Linked DNA regions of Sus scrofa: region 2 is linked to region 1. A link is a contact called in public HiChIP or PLAC-seq data. All regions are on one chromosome and are shown on one strand. The core of a region is the stretch at or near the end of the contact, and the rest is flanking DNA. Distances in the headings are between cores, read along the strand shown.

Evidence for each region. HiChIP or PLAC-seq counts read pairs in DNA pulled down with a chosen protein or histone mark.
Region 2: an H3K27ac HiChIP or PLAC-seq map of alveolar macrophages shows a contact between it and region 1. The contact joins the promoter of STX7 here to the promoter of VNN3 in region 1. A contact is called at or near these places in 1 of 5 promoter capture datasets (liver) and 1 of 2 datasets of contacts at active chromatin or transcription factors (alveolar macrophages).

What each region holds. Positions count from the first base shown.
Region 1 is chr1:30,980,217-30,983,470 of Sscrofa11.1, forward strand. It overlaps VNN3 (vascular non-inflammatory molecule 3), which reads left to right and starts at 1,380. Exons shown (of 7, transcript XM_001925456.5): 1 at 1,380-1,674; 2 at 1,773-1,903. The coding sequence starts at 1,462.
Region 2 is chr1:31,182,951-31,186,276 of Sscrofa11.1, forward strand. STX7 (syntaxin-7) reads left to right here and starts at 1,955. Exons shown (of 10, transcript XM_001926476.4): 1 at 1,955-2,097.

The sequences.
Region 1 (3,254 bases), core at 130-2,629:
GAAATCAGGGAGAATGAAGGGAAACTCCCTTGTTTCTTTTTGATTCTATTCAGAAAGTCAAGTCAACCAAGACAAGGGGTAGAATTTCACATTGACATTTGAAAATAAGTCCCTTATTTATAACAAAACAATTCTTCTGTCTTATGTTCTCATCTTGTCCTCAGGGTTTTTTGTTTTTGGTTTTTTTTCCTGAAATGAATTTGGTTGTTTTTTGATTTGTGTGTGTGTGTGTTTGTTTTTTTGTTGTCTTTTTAGGGCTGTACCCATGGCATATGGAGGTTCCCAGTTTAGGAGTCGAATTGGAGCTGTAGCTGCGGGCCTATGCTACAGCCACAGCAAGGCCGGATCTAAGCTGTGTGTGCAACCTACACCACAGCTCACAGCGATGCCAGATCCTTAACCCACTGAGCAAGGTCAGGGATCAAACCTGTGTCCTCATGGATACTAGGTGGGTTCGTTAACTGCTGAGCCACCACAGAAACTCCAGAAGTGAATTCATATCTGATGGATATCATTTCAGGGCATAAGGACATATGGAAACTCACCAGGAGGCCTAGGAGAAAGAAGGCATATTCAGATAATGAAAAAAATTTGATGTTGAGTGATGTACTATTATAAGTATCTAAGGAAGAAGGCTTAACTGGAAAAATAAGCAGATTCTATAAAGATGAAGAAATTGCACGACCCTAAAGCCTAGCTCCTTGGTTTTCTGCATATAAACCCCATAGCAATAGCTGGATTCCACAGAGGACCAGAGACTCAGCCTGGTAGACACCTGTCATCATTGACCATGTCATCATCTATCTATGTTTTACACAGTGTCAGGTAAAGTTCCAATATTTCAGACTATGTCACAGTCTTTCCAAGAGAAACTGGCAACAGTGGTTTCTGCTGATCGCTCCTTATAATGGCAACACGCTCCTTATAATAGAGCCACTAGTCATGAACAGTGAGTTCAGTCATTAGCATTTGCGTAACTGTTCTTTCTCCCATTTTGTGAACTTTGTTAAACCAGGTTTGCCTTACCCTCTGTTCTGTGTCTGTCACAGCTAAATAAGTTTATTTGCACAAATTGTTGTTATAATAGGTCCTAATATGGTGATCCAATATTAGTCTTTTAAATGGAAATATTGAACTACCCAGGGAAATATATTTTATTAAAAGAGAAGAGGTCAATAATATCCAGTGTGTTTTGGAAAGCGGTGGACTCCTCTTCTTGGCATGTTCATTCCACTTAGAGTTGGGTGAACCTCTAAATGATACAACCACACTGAGACTACAGTCAATCCAATTATGTACTTTTTGCCCAACATCCTTTCCCAACCCTGGGTTGTGTAATATATTCATGAGAAAGTATAAATAGCTGGTAGCAGGCAGGCAGGTCTTTATCATAAAAGTTTTTCCAGGGATACAAGACAGAAGACTCTGAGTTTGTTTATCAAAGCACACAGAATTTCAGCTATGATTGTATCATGTGTCCCAAAATATACAGCCATTCTGGCCCTCTTGGTCCTGGGTGTTGGTGCACTGGACACTTTCATTGCTGCAGTGTATGAGCATGCTGTCACATTACCAAACAGAACGGAAACACCTGTGCTGGAAAAAGAAGCTTTGCTCCTGATGCACAAGAACATAGATGTTTTGGAGACAGCAGTTAAACTGGCAGCCAGACAGGTATGGCTGGGATATTGGAAAGGCAATTTGAAACGTGGTAAGAATGGGAGTGTTTGGAACTTAGGAGAAACTCTTCTGCTCCGACTTGTTTTGAGCAGGGCGCACATATCATTGTGACCCCAGAAGATGGAATTTATGGCTGGGTCTTCACCAGGGAGACCATTTATCCCTACCTGGAGGATATCCCAGACCCTGGAGTGAACTGGATTCCATGTAAAGATCCCCAGAGGTAATGTCATCAACCTTGGGGTTTTTTGTTTGTTTGTTTGTTTAAGTTGCAGTATTGTAGAATACTAATTTATTGCAAATTCAGGAAGTTTGACTAGTATTCTTGCTGACCAATTATCAGTCTGTGGCATTGGATTCACCTTTGTCATTCTTCATAATATATACCATCTGGCATGTCTTCTGTTTGGTCAAGGACTTGAGATGATGATGTCTGGTTGATTATTTATTGTACTTATCTTTAATGAACAGTATGTGGACACAGTTTCTACAATAGATGTGCTTAACTGGATTTCAACAAAGTGAGAAAGTTGTGATATCTAGGACTTAGATTCCCAAATATAAGTGTGTGGTTCATCCATGAACACCTGCCTCCTTTGTAGAATGGTAAAAGGAGGAGTAGGTTTGTTTCAAAGGGGCTTCGAGGGGTTTCCTGTTGTGGTGCAGTGGAAACAAATCCTACTAGTATCCATGGCCTCGCTCAGTGGGTTGGGTATCTGGTGTTGCTGTGAGCTGTGGTGTAACTCACAGATGTAGCAAGGTACCTGAGTGACTGTGGCCGTGGTGTAGGCCGGTAGTTATAGCTCTAATTCGACCCCTAGCCTGGGAACTTCCATATGCCACAGGTGCAGCCCTAAAAAGCAAAATAGTAATAATAATTTTAAAAGGGGGCTTTTATATTGGCATGGAATATAATCAGTATGGTGAGTGGAAATTGCATAGGACTTAAAAAAGGAACTCTTGAGATCTCATTCTACCATTCCTGGCTGAGTGATGGAGGCAGACAACCAAAACATTTGACTTCTATATTTCTTTTTTTTTTTTTTTGGCTGCACCCATGGCATGTGGAAGTTCCTGGGCCAGGGATCAAACCCATGCTATAGCCGTAACCTAAGCCACAGCAGTGACAATGCCAGATCCTTAACCTGATGAGCCATTGGGGAACTCTGAGATCTCTATTTCTTTATTTGTAAAACAGGGATAATAAAATTTCCGCTCCTACATCCCTTTACAGAGTAGGAATGAGTGTCCAGTGAAGTAAGACCTCTAGAATCTGTACTGTACACTGTGGCGCTCTCGCCAGTGTTAGCTGTCACCATTACATTTTTTTTAACAGAAGGAGCTAGATCTGAAATTTTGCTTTCTTGTCCACAAAGAAATTTTAGCAATTGTTGGTAGCTATAACTTAAGCATAACTTTCTTAAAGAATATCTGCATAAAATAGAAGAAAGATTTTTGAAAATAAATTATTTTAGGTGAATTTACTTTAAAAATAGGTTATATGCAATGCATTTTTTTTTTTTTCTTTATAGGGCCGTACCCACGGCTTATGGAAGTTCCTAGGCTAAGTGTTA
Region 2 (3,326 bases), core at 705-3,204, 200 kb after region 1:
GCATATGGGAGTTCCCAGGCCAGGGACTGAATCCAAACCGCAGCTGTGACCTACACCAGAGGTGCAGCAATGTGGGATCCTTTAAGTCACTGCACCTGGCCTGGGATCAAACACACACCTCCGCAGCAACCTGAGCTGCTGCAGTCTGATTCTTAAGCCACTGTGCCACAGTGGGAACTCCTCACTTTGCCTCTTACTGAATTCCTTCTGTACTGAGACATAAAGAACCTGAACTTCAATAAGTCCCAAGACAAGGTGTGTGATTTTAATTAAAAACAAAAACAATGGCTTTGAGTCCCACTGTGCAGTTTTAAAACTGTTGCCTGGAGTTCCCATCGTGACTCAGTGGATGAATATGACTGGTATCCATGAGGACGCAGGTTTGATTCCCTGGCCTTGCTCGGTAGGTTAAGGATCCAGCATTGCTGTGAGCTGTGGTGTAGGCCAGCGGCTGCAGCTCAGATTCAATCCCTATCCTGGGAACCTCCAAATACTGTGGGTGCAGCCCTAAAAAAAAAAAGACAAAATAAAAAATAAAATTATTTCCTATTACAAAGGATGAAATACATATTTTATTTGATCACAGAATGTTTTTATAAAAACTTAGAAAATATTGAAAAATAGATTTCACGTAAAAATCAGAATTTGGGGTTAGTAGGAGCAAAATTTAGAATGGATAAGCAATGAGGCCCTATAGCCAGAGAACTACATCCAGTCTCTCGTGATAAAACATGATGGAGGATAATATGAGAAAAATAAAGTGTACATATGTATGACTGGGTCACTGTGCTGTGCAGCAGAAGTTGACACAACGTTGTAAATCAACTATACTTTAATAAAAAATTTAGAAGTATAGAAGTTTGGGGTAAAATAAAAACGAATCAAATTTCCACTATATCTCAAGAAAGCAGATAATTTGCTTATATTAGGCAATATTCCTAAAAGTCTACTGTTGGCTCTAGCTGAATCATGCTGCCCCTTTAGATGGGGTGTGTACCTTCTGCTTGGCCAGCGTGCCCATCTCTATTGCCCCTCTTCACAGAGGCAGAGTATAATTGCTGCTTATTATCACACTTACACCATAGTTTTCTTTAGGAAAAATGAGGAATAGAAAATACTTCTTCTTCCTGCATCTCTCTTAAAAATAGAAAAATGAAAAGTGAACTGAGAGCCTCTTCTGTTTCTTATCCTTGGTTAATCTCTCTCACATATGTACATATATGTGCATGTGATTCCAAACAACCTAGACTTTTCTCAGGTGGTACCAATTCAAAATATGTTTTGTTTTGTTTTTTTCCACCTTAGTCTATCTGGACTTTTGATATCCTGACGATCCTTTTAGAAATATTGTCTTATTACAGAAAAAGGCCTAATTAATTTGGTATTCTTTCATCAAAAGAAATTATACTTTTATCTAACAATTACTTTGACTATTTATCATGAGAACCTCTCTATGTTTTGGAAATCCGGTGAAACCTACTTCCCGCCCTTGAGGATGCTTAGAATGACTTGTATATGTATGAAAACTTGTCTACTTAGCACATGGGAAAGACTTTTCGCTTATTCCTTCATTGTTCCTGACTGAATTTCCTCTATTCGTGTTAGTATGTCCTCCCCCCAGGGCCTCATTTGCGGGCGTCCGCATTTTTAATGGAGTTGTAAATATGGTCTACTACAGAGTCAAGGGTTAAGAAGCAAGGCAGGCATGAGTTAATCGGGCCAGCTGAAGACACGAGGCTAGGGAGGCCGGCATCCCCCGATAAACAGAGGGGCTCTCCATTCCCTCCTCCTGTTTTTGCTCGCAGGCTAAGACGTTCACCATCCGCAGGTCAGGCCTCAAAAAACACCTCCCTTGCAATTTTGCTGGAACCCCCATTCCTTAGCTTAGAACCAGAGGGGCGGGGAAGGGCTGCCGTCATTTAACCCCGCTGGCCAATGAGAGAGGAGCTAGCTCCGCCTCCTTCCCAGGGAGGTATTGCGGGCATGCGCACTGGCCATCCTGGTGCCGCCACCCATCAGCTGAGAATCGCAGCTGGGGGCTCTGCGGCCCTTGGGTGCCCGCGGCTAAAGAAGAAGAAGGAAGCAGAGGAAGTCGGGGTAAGAGGAGTCTCGGGAGGTGCCCATGGCCGGGCGCCCCGAAAGCGCGTGTCCCCGTGGCTGTCGCGCCACCTTGTTTGCGCGCGTTGTCAGGTGGCCGCCGCCCTGCGCTTTGCGGCAGGCGCTCGGGAGTCTGAGGGCCGGCGTTGCCCCAGCCCCGGGAGCGCGCTGCTCCCCACGCCCCTCGGCTCCGTGCGCGGCGTGGTCAGGCGGGCCCCGCCGGTCCCTGCTGGCCTTGCCAGCCCGGCCTTCCCGCCGCCTGATGCGCAGCAGCCCCGCCGCCTCCCCCTGCCTCCCCGGCCGCGCTTGCTCAGGCGCACCGGCTGGCTGCGCGTTCCCGGGCGGGGCTGGCGTCCGAGCCGCCCCGGCCCAGCTCTGGAATCCAGCTTCTTCTGCCTCAGGCTGGACATGAACTGACCTCTTCCTCTTTTTAATTCACGGGTTTAGAAAACGTGCTTTAAAGTTCTCCTCCCAAATGTAGAAGAACTGAAGATACGTATTTCTGTAGTGAAGGAACCATATACATTAATACAGAGGCTCATTGTAGTTGGTCTTCTCTTTGGTTTGGAGACTATGATATGCTAACTTTCTTTGGCCCTTTCAGTGATGTCCTTAATTGGTTTGCATAAAGCCAGTTACAATACATGCAATATCTCAAGACACCTCCCCACACCCACCCTCTTGGTTTTCAGGTTGTTACTTTCTTTAAATTCAGACAAAAAGAAAAAAATTGCCTTTCAGGTTAAATGCTTTTTTCCCCCCTCAGATTTCTTACATTTGCTAGACTCTTATACAGTAATTTTTGTTTAACTCAAATCAACACAGTCTGACTACAGTTATATGTAATTTAATACTTGTGCGAACTCTGGAAGAAGAGGAAGTGATTATGAAATGCTGTGCTCTTTAGTAATATTGGAGGTGAATGTTTCTTCTGAGGTTGGCCCGATCGTCCCCCAGTACAGAGACTGATAGCAGTGTTCAATTGTCTGGTGATGTGTACAGGCCTCTGCTTTGCAGGCCACTTTGAGAAGTTTGCCTCAGACTTGTGACTCGTTGAAATTTAAGCTCCAGTTTCAAAGTTTCTGTGGAGGTTAATATGATACCATGTTAACGCATTAACTGCTCCCCCAAACAAAGTAAGCCTTAATTTTGGTTACGATCCTAAACTTTAGCCAAATGCTGCTGGTTGAAAAATAAATGATAGGAAGCACGTGCAGTAAGCCTGAGTA